Linked DNA regions of Rattus norvegicus: region 1 is linked to region 2. A link is a contact called in public Hi-C data. All regions are on one chromosome and are shown on one strand. The core of a region is the stretch at or near the end of the contact, and the rest is flanking DNA. Distances in the headings are between cores, read along the strand shown.

Region 1 (3,582 bases), core at 181-2,680, 900 kb after region 2:
GCTCTTAAATCCTTTTAAATAAATCCAAGGGAAAAACCAAAAGAAGGCTTGTCAAGGGCCCTCAGTGGACAGCGAGGTAGAAGGCAAATCTGTACTGAAGCATTCATTCTCTTTGCCCAGACAAATGGGGGCGTGGCCTGCCAGGAACTCCTGGAAACAAAACTTCAGAAGTCTGTGAGACCAGAGGGGATGTGATGGATGGGCTGGAAAAGGATTGGGATGCAGAAGCTGGGGCCAGAGGGAAGCGGGGAGTGGGGATCTGGGGTTGTTAAGGCTGCGAAAGGGTAAACTGAACTGGAGAGCTCTAAGAACACTTAATCCGACAAGGGGCGTTAGACCCAGGCAATCATACTGGCACTGTTAGTCTGACAGCGGCCCAGAGACCTGGGGTTAGGGGGAGGAGGGAGGAAAGGAGAGAGGGATTGTGAGGAAGGGGCGTCGCCTCTGTTGTACGCGCCCTCTCCAGTGTATTGGGCGGTGCCTCGTTACCTTTTTTTCCCCCTTCGGTCCCACCCCTTCTGCCTCTCTAGCCCGGCCCCTGCGGTCTCTGCTCTGCACCCCAGCGCGGATCCTGGCGTTGGTCTGGCCTGGGCCGTTGACGTCACCACCAAGTTTGCTGTCCTTCGCGTCCCACGTGTGGCGGTAGCGGCCGAGGAGGCTGCGGAGAGAGCCTAGGAGCACAGTGGCAGCCGTGGCTGACAGGTCCCGCGCAACCGGGCCACTCCAGGCTGTTCCCAGCTGGGGCCCCAGAGGAGTGGGTAGACTTCCGGAGCGCCTAAGAGGCCAGAAGGCTGGAGTCCCACTCGGACAGAGGGAATAACGGGGACTTTGCTTGCTCCCTTGCTGAGACTATCTGAGCCAGGACTCAGGACACGCTCCTGGGCGGGCCAGGAGAGCAGAACAGCCAGCGGCTGGGAAAAAGGTCACTCTCCCTAACCAGAGCGCACACAGTTCTTTGGCCCGGGAGCCCTGCATCCCCTCCACCCGGACCAAGCTAAGGATGCGCGATCGCTGATCCTAGTTCAGCACCGGTGGCCGCTCAGAACCCTGCTAAGCCAAACACCTTCGCCACCGCCACCGCAGAGACTCCCTTGCTCGCCGACTCTCGGGGACCCAGGGAGTCGAGCTCTGTGCAGCTAGGCTCCGGACTCGGGCGCGTTTCAGACCCGAGACTATGGTTTCTTAAGCACGGCCCCGCACTCCTTCCCGCCCCGTCGTACGCAGCCCGGGACCCTAAGAACGGCTCGCGGTGCTCGGTCCCCAGCTCCAGCTCCTGCTGCCGCCCCGCGGGGCAGCTCTCCCGCACGCAGCGGCGCTCAGGCGATGTGGCCGCGGGGCAGTACTCTGGCCGGCCGCGGGGATGGCGGGGCTCCTGGCACAGTCTTGGCCTAGCATGGCCGGCTCGCCCTCCAAGGTCGCCTCGGGCTAGGATGGCCCCCTCGGGTCCCTCTGGCGCGCAGCTCAGCCCGGCGGAGCCACTGTCGCGCAGTATCTTCAGGAAGTTCTTGCTGATGCTCTGCTCGCTACTCACTTCCCTCTACGTCTTCTACTGCCTGGCCGAGCGCTGCCCGCCGGGCTCCGGCCCCGTCGCGGGGGTCCCAGGGCGCGGCGTTCCTGCTGGACCCAAGGAACTGGCGATGTGGCCCGCGGGGGCGCCAAGGAAGCGCCTCCTGCAGCTGCGGCAGCGGAGGAGGCGCGGGCGGCCAGGGCCAGGAGACAGCAGCGACCCGGACGAGCAGAGCCCTGGGCTGGCCGCCGCTCCAGGCGGCTCCGGGGCGGGGAGCAGCGTGGCAGAGGCCCAACCTGGGACCCTGGCCTTACTCCTGGACGAGGGCAGCAAGCAACTGCCGCAGGCCATCATCATCGGCGTGAAGAAGGGCGGCACGCGGGCGCTGCTGGAGTTTCTGCGCGTGCACCCCGACGTGCGCGCCATGGGCGCCGAGCCCCACTTTTTCGACCGCAGCTACCACAAGGGCCTCGCCTGGTACCGGTGAGCGCGGGGACCCCCGTGGGTACTTCTGAGCGCTGGCTGTGCAGAAGGGGAGACTAGGAAGGGATGACAAAGGAGAAGCAGTAGCTGTCCCCAACTTGGGCTTCCATTCTTTCCTTCTCCCTTGAGGAGAGGCAGATTAAGAGAGGAAGGGGGGGGGTTAATTTTAAGCCTCGGGACTCCCTCCCTCCTCAAACATTCTACTCCTTGAAATCGCTAGCAATTAAATAAAGGAAAAGAAAAGGAAAGGAGAGAGAGAGAGAGAGAGAGAGAGAGAGAGAGAGAGAGAGAGAGAGAGAGAGAGAGAGAGAGAGAGAGAGAGAGAGATTCCTCTGAAGTTAGAAAACTGTTCCTCATTACTGGGTTATCTTACCAAAGGAAGCCTGCGTCTATTCTTTTATCTGTGGGGTAATTCCCTGTGGTTAACATGGTCTTTGCTCCGGTATTTATTTGCCTTGACCCTTTGCCAGATAGTTGTCCAAGGTGGTAAGTCATATAGAGACTTAGTAAAAGTGTCAAGAGACCATGTAGTTTGGATAATCTATGCCTCAGCAAGTGCCAGCAACTACTAACTGGGATTTTAAAAACACTTTTTGATAATATATCCGCCTGACAGAAAAATTTCTAAAGCGTTTCTTTACATATTATCTTTACAAATAAGATAGTTAATTTTAAATGGGGGGGGGGAGAATCATGGGGAAATGCGATGGATACAATTTAGGAAGTAAATCTCATTTACAGGGTAAGCTTATTTTCCAGTGTCAAATTCAGATCACCTATAATACCAGAGTTTGTCAAACTCTAATAAATTCTAGTGTGGCCTGGAGTTGGTTTGTGGTAAAAAAAAAAAAAAAAATACTGATTTTTTTCCCCTCCTCTCTCCTCCAAGTTCAAGGACAAAATTCATATGGTTAGGATTTTCCCATTTTATAAAGTTCAGCCTGTTCATAAAATATTCATTCTCATTATAACTGAAGCAATATTAGAAACGTTATGACACAGTCGAGATACATGGAAGGAGCCATTCATAAAATACAGACAGACATGATGTGATGAGTTTATTCACTTGTAGAATCAAGAACATGTTCAGATTGATTTCAGGAGCTGAATTTATAGTTTCGTCCTAAAAAAGTCGAATTCAAACATTAAACACTTCTAAAAACAGTTACTTTCCATTCATTGGAAAGAAAAACAATTGGCCTTCCCCTGATGTAGCATATATATCATTGGAAGTCATCAGCCACTTAAATAGACTCCCCCCCCACCCCCCATGTTTCCGCCATTTATGTTCTCTCCTCTGGGAAGCTCCTATGAAATGACCTGTTGAATCTGGACAACAGGTCCTTCTTCTGAACACAAAGGCAGTCCTGTGCTATTCCTCAAGGACATGAGAATGGGTGATTAAAGACCCCTAAAACTCTTATCTAGAGCTGCTCGCATTGAATTTGGCCTCATACAGTGCTGCTCCCAGACACGTTTCAAGCCATCAGTCTCAAACATCTAGGCCAGCCCTGGGCTCTGAGGTACTATTAAATAGAGTGAAATATTTAGGACTAACCCCCTTCGTTTTTGCTCTGCCCTACTAAACTTTA
Region 2 (3,550 bases), core at 104-2,603:
GGATGGGAAACAAGGCGAAGTTTTCACTTTTCGTAGGATGACTGCTGACAAGCAAGCTATGGTAAATGGTGAGATTAGTGGAGAAATTTGAAATTTTGTAACATTTTGGTTAGTATAAAAATGATGGGACAACTTTTGAAAATATCTCTTAACTTAAGTAAAGCTACTGGGAATAGAGAGATGGCTCAGTGGTTAAGAGTACTGACTGCTCTTCCAGAGATCCTGCATTTGATTCCCAGCAACCACATGGTGCCTCACAATTGTCTTTAAGTCCAATTTCAGGGCATCCAACACCTTCTTTTGGCTTTAGCAGGCATCAGACATAGCTGTGGTACACATCCATGTATGCAAGAAAAACATTTATACACATAAAATAATAGAAACATCTTATTTTTAAAAAGAAAGCTACTATATAATTCAACAACCCCACATCTGCATCTATTCGAAAGAAATAAAATCCAAATTGAAGAAAGACCCACCTTCTATTTTCTTCAGGGGCATTTTCCAGCCCACCACAGTGATAAAATCTTTCATATACAGAGATGCATAGGCAGGGATGTAATACATAGAAACTACCATGAGGATTTGGAGAATATAGTCACTTTGCCATTTTACTTCAGATTCCTTTAAAAAAATAAACTACATCAAAGATGTGCTCGCTCTCTCTCTCTCTGTCTCTCTGTCTCTGTCTCTCTCTCTCTCTCTGCCAATGCATGCTCACAGATCACTCCTATGAAGATGATGTGCACTGTACCCCATGTAACCAACCCCAGTGGTGCTTGTGAGGTATCATAAGCAAAGGAATGCAGGCGGCCTCTCAAAGCTGGATAATACAGAGAACCCATTTCTATCCTATAGCTCCTGAGGGAATGCTAAGAAATGTATGATGACTCATTATAGAAAACAATTGAAATTGTTTCATATCAGTGGCCAAAAGATAAATAACTTCTTTTCACGTCGAAAAGTATGCTAACTCTATTGAGACAAGAAAGTAATTAGGAACGATTATTTTATTCATTATGCCAAAATAAATTCCAAGTGTATTAAAAACTAAATATGGGTTTTTTACAAAGTTACAGGCACAGTGGCAAAAGACAGAGCATTTGGAAAATATTCTTGATGAGATGGAGAACTCTTTTAACCAAAGTTAAACCCATTCAACATCAATGCTTTTGTTAAGTTTGGATGAATAGCAAGCAGTGCGTATGAATGAGATTATTATGAAGAAAAATCTTGAAAAGTCAACTTGCCAAAAGTCTACATAAATGAGTGTTTTGCCTGGGTGTACATTAGTGAATCACGTGTATGCAGAGCCTGCAGAGGGTGGAAAGGGTGTGCGATCCCTTGGGACTAGAGCTACAGATGCTTGTGGACTGCCACGGGGGTGCTGGGAACTAAAAAGTTCTTCACCACCGAGCCTTCTCCACAGTCCTGAAACTGCAAAGAGTTCTTGACTAACAGTGAGCCAGGCAACGCGGTGTGTGCTTGCAATTCCAGTGCTTGTAAGGCTGAGACAGGAGAAGTGCTAATTCAAAGCCAGTTGGTGCTACGTGGTGAGATCCGGGAAAATCTTGGCTGGGTAACAACGGATTATTTAAAGAGTTACAACCACTAACCTACAAATTCATGAGTAAATAATGACTGACAGGGTTTAAGGATAATAGACATTCTTAAATAGAAGGATTTGAAAAGTTCAGTTTTAAACATGAAGAGCTCTGCTGTACCCGGTGCTAGCAATGTGCAGAGTGCATTCCGATGCACAGGACATTAGGTGCTGTAAGACAGCACACACTTATGAGGGGAGAAAACTGTTCGGAGATCAGTACTTCTGAATATATAAGTTAAAAATAGTTGCCAACTTGACTACATCTGAATTCACTAAAACCCAAGTGGCTGGGTACATCTTCCAAAGATTGTTTTTCCTAATTAAATCTTTTGAAGTAAGAAGACTCATCTTTCATTCAGATCTTTTGAGGTGGTAAGACCCACCTTTTACCTGAGCCATACCCTCTGCTGACAGCCCATATAAAGAACATAGAAGAAGGAACTTTTTTCTCTCTTTGCCTGCTCATTCTTACTCTTGCCGGCAAGTCTATCTCTTGACTGACATGAGAGCCTGCTTCTTTGGGATTTTGGAACACTGAAGACCGGCCTCATGGATTGAACAACTACTAGATTCTTAAGATGTTCCGTTGTTGTTGTTGTTGTTGATTTTTAGATGTTCCTTTGGTAGACAGTCATTGTTGGACTAGCTGGACCCCAGCCTGTAAGCCACTAATAAATTTCCTCTCAAAATATAAATGCTATCAATTCTGTTTCTCTAGAAAGCACAGACAAATAAAATGGTAAACATAGTTAAAATTTTTAAATAGGTATGCTTATCTACCTGATAATTCTACAACAAATAATTTAGAGTGTTCATTGTCACAATGCTTATCATAGAAAAATATGGACCAGTGAGACAAATCAGTGGATAAAGGCACTTGCTGCCAAGATTGACAACCTGAGTTTGATCAATCTCTGGACCCACACGTTAGATGGAGAAAACAAATTATCTTCTGATTTCCACTGTATTCTTCACATGTGTGACCTCCACTATGGCATGTGGACTCCCCAACTGTGACTACTACCATACACAAAGGAAAAATTGAAAAGATCCACTAAACCTGAGAGTGGTTGTTTGAATAGAAATGGTCCTCATAAACTCCTATGTGTGAACGCTTGGCCCATAGGGAGTGGTACTATTAGGAAGTGTGGCCTTGTTGGAGTAGGTGTGGCCTTGTTGGAGTGGGTGTGGCCTTGTTGGAGTGGGTGTGGCCATGTTGGAGTAGGTGTGGTCTTGTTTGAGGAAGTGTGTCGCTGTATGGGGTGGGCTTTGAGGGTGGTCTTAGCCAGAGTGTCTGATTCTCAAGCTCCCTTAGGATCAAAATGTAAAAAATCACAGTTCCTTCTCCAGTACCATATCTGCCTACAAGCTGCCATGCTCCCTGCCATGACAGTAGGAGTTGCTGTGGTGTGGTCATAGTATCTCTTCACAGCAATAAAACCCAAACTAAGACGCTGAGAATCTTGAGGAGAAAAGACCAAACCTGTTGCAGTAAAAATAAAAGAGCGATGGGACGAATTCCTGTGAGTACTCTGGCGATTGCGAATTCCGGCTCCAACAGACCATTGGAACTAGCACTAATTTATCCAGATTAGTATCTCTCCCAGCGGCTCTCTGCTAGCCTTGAACTCTCTGGTTCCAGCTACCTGGTAAAATCATGATTCTAGAAGTCCAGCAGCGGCTGGCCTATCGCAGTTCCCTGCCATGGACTCTGCCCACGCTCTCAGCAACCGCCCCCCGGTAGTTAAAGTATAAATTCCCAACTACCCGGTAAAATCAAGACTCAACAAACTATAACCTAACGATCAGATTTATGTGTTGAATTCTCAATCCACAATACATCCACACAATATTCTCTGATTCAATTGATAGGATATAATTTGCCCTTCTAGACACCACAAAATCCTGCACATATCCATCCCCTAAGAATAGTCATAACAACCT

Evidence for each region. Hi-C and Micro-C count contacts between places; a contact is called where the count stands out from the background.
Region 1: a Hi-C map of Schwann cells shows a contact between it and region 2, with 7 times the contacts expected there. The contact joins the promoter of Hs3st3a1 here to the enhancer-like site in region 2. A contact is called at or near these places in 2 of 12 Hi-C or Micro-C datasets (Schwann cells and hepatocytes).

Annotation. Positions count from the first base shown.
Region 1 is chr10:49,591,778-49,595,359 of GRCr8, forward strand. It overlaps Hs3st3a1 (heparan sulfate-glucosamine 3-sulfotransferase 3A1), which reads left to right and starts at 1,431. Exons shown (of 2, transcript NM_001172067.1): 1 at 1,431-1,990. The coding sequence starts at 1,431.
Region 2 is chr10:48,694,943-48,698,492 of GRCr8, forward strand. No RefSeq gene overlaps it. Among named protein-coding and RNA genes, the nearest start is that of Hs3st3b1, 400 kb to the right of the region's middle. Within about 2 kb of position 1,354, at least 1 of the 93 cell types and tissues checked has an H3K27ac peak or open chromatin away from gene starts, as enhancers often do. A contact at or near this core is called in Schwann cells, where this site is marked.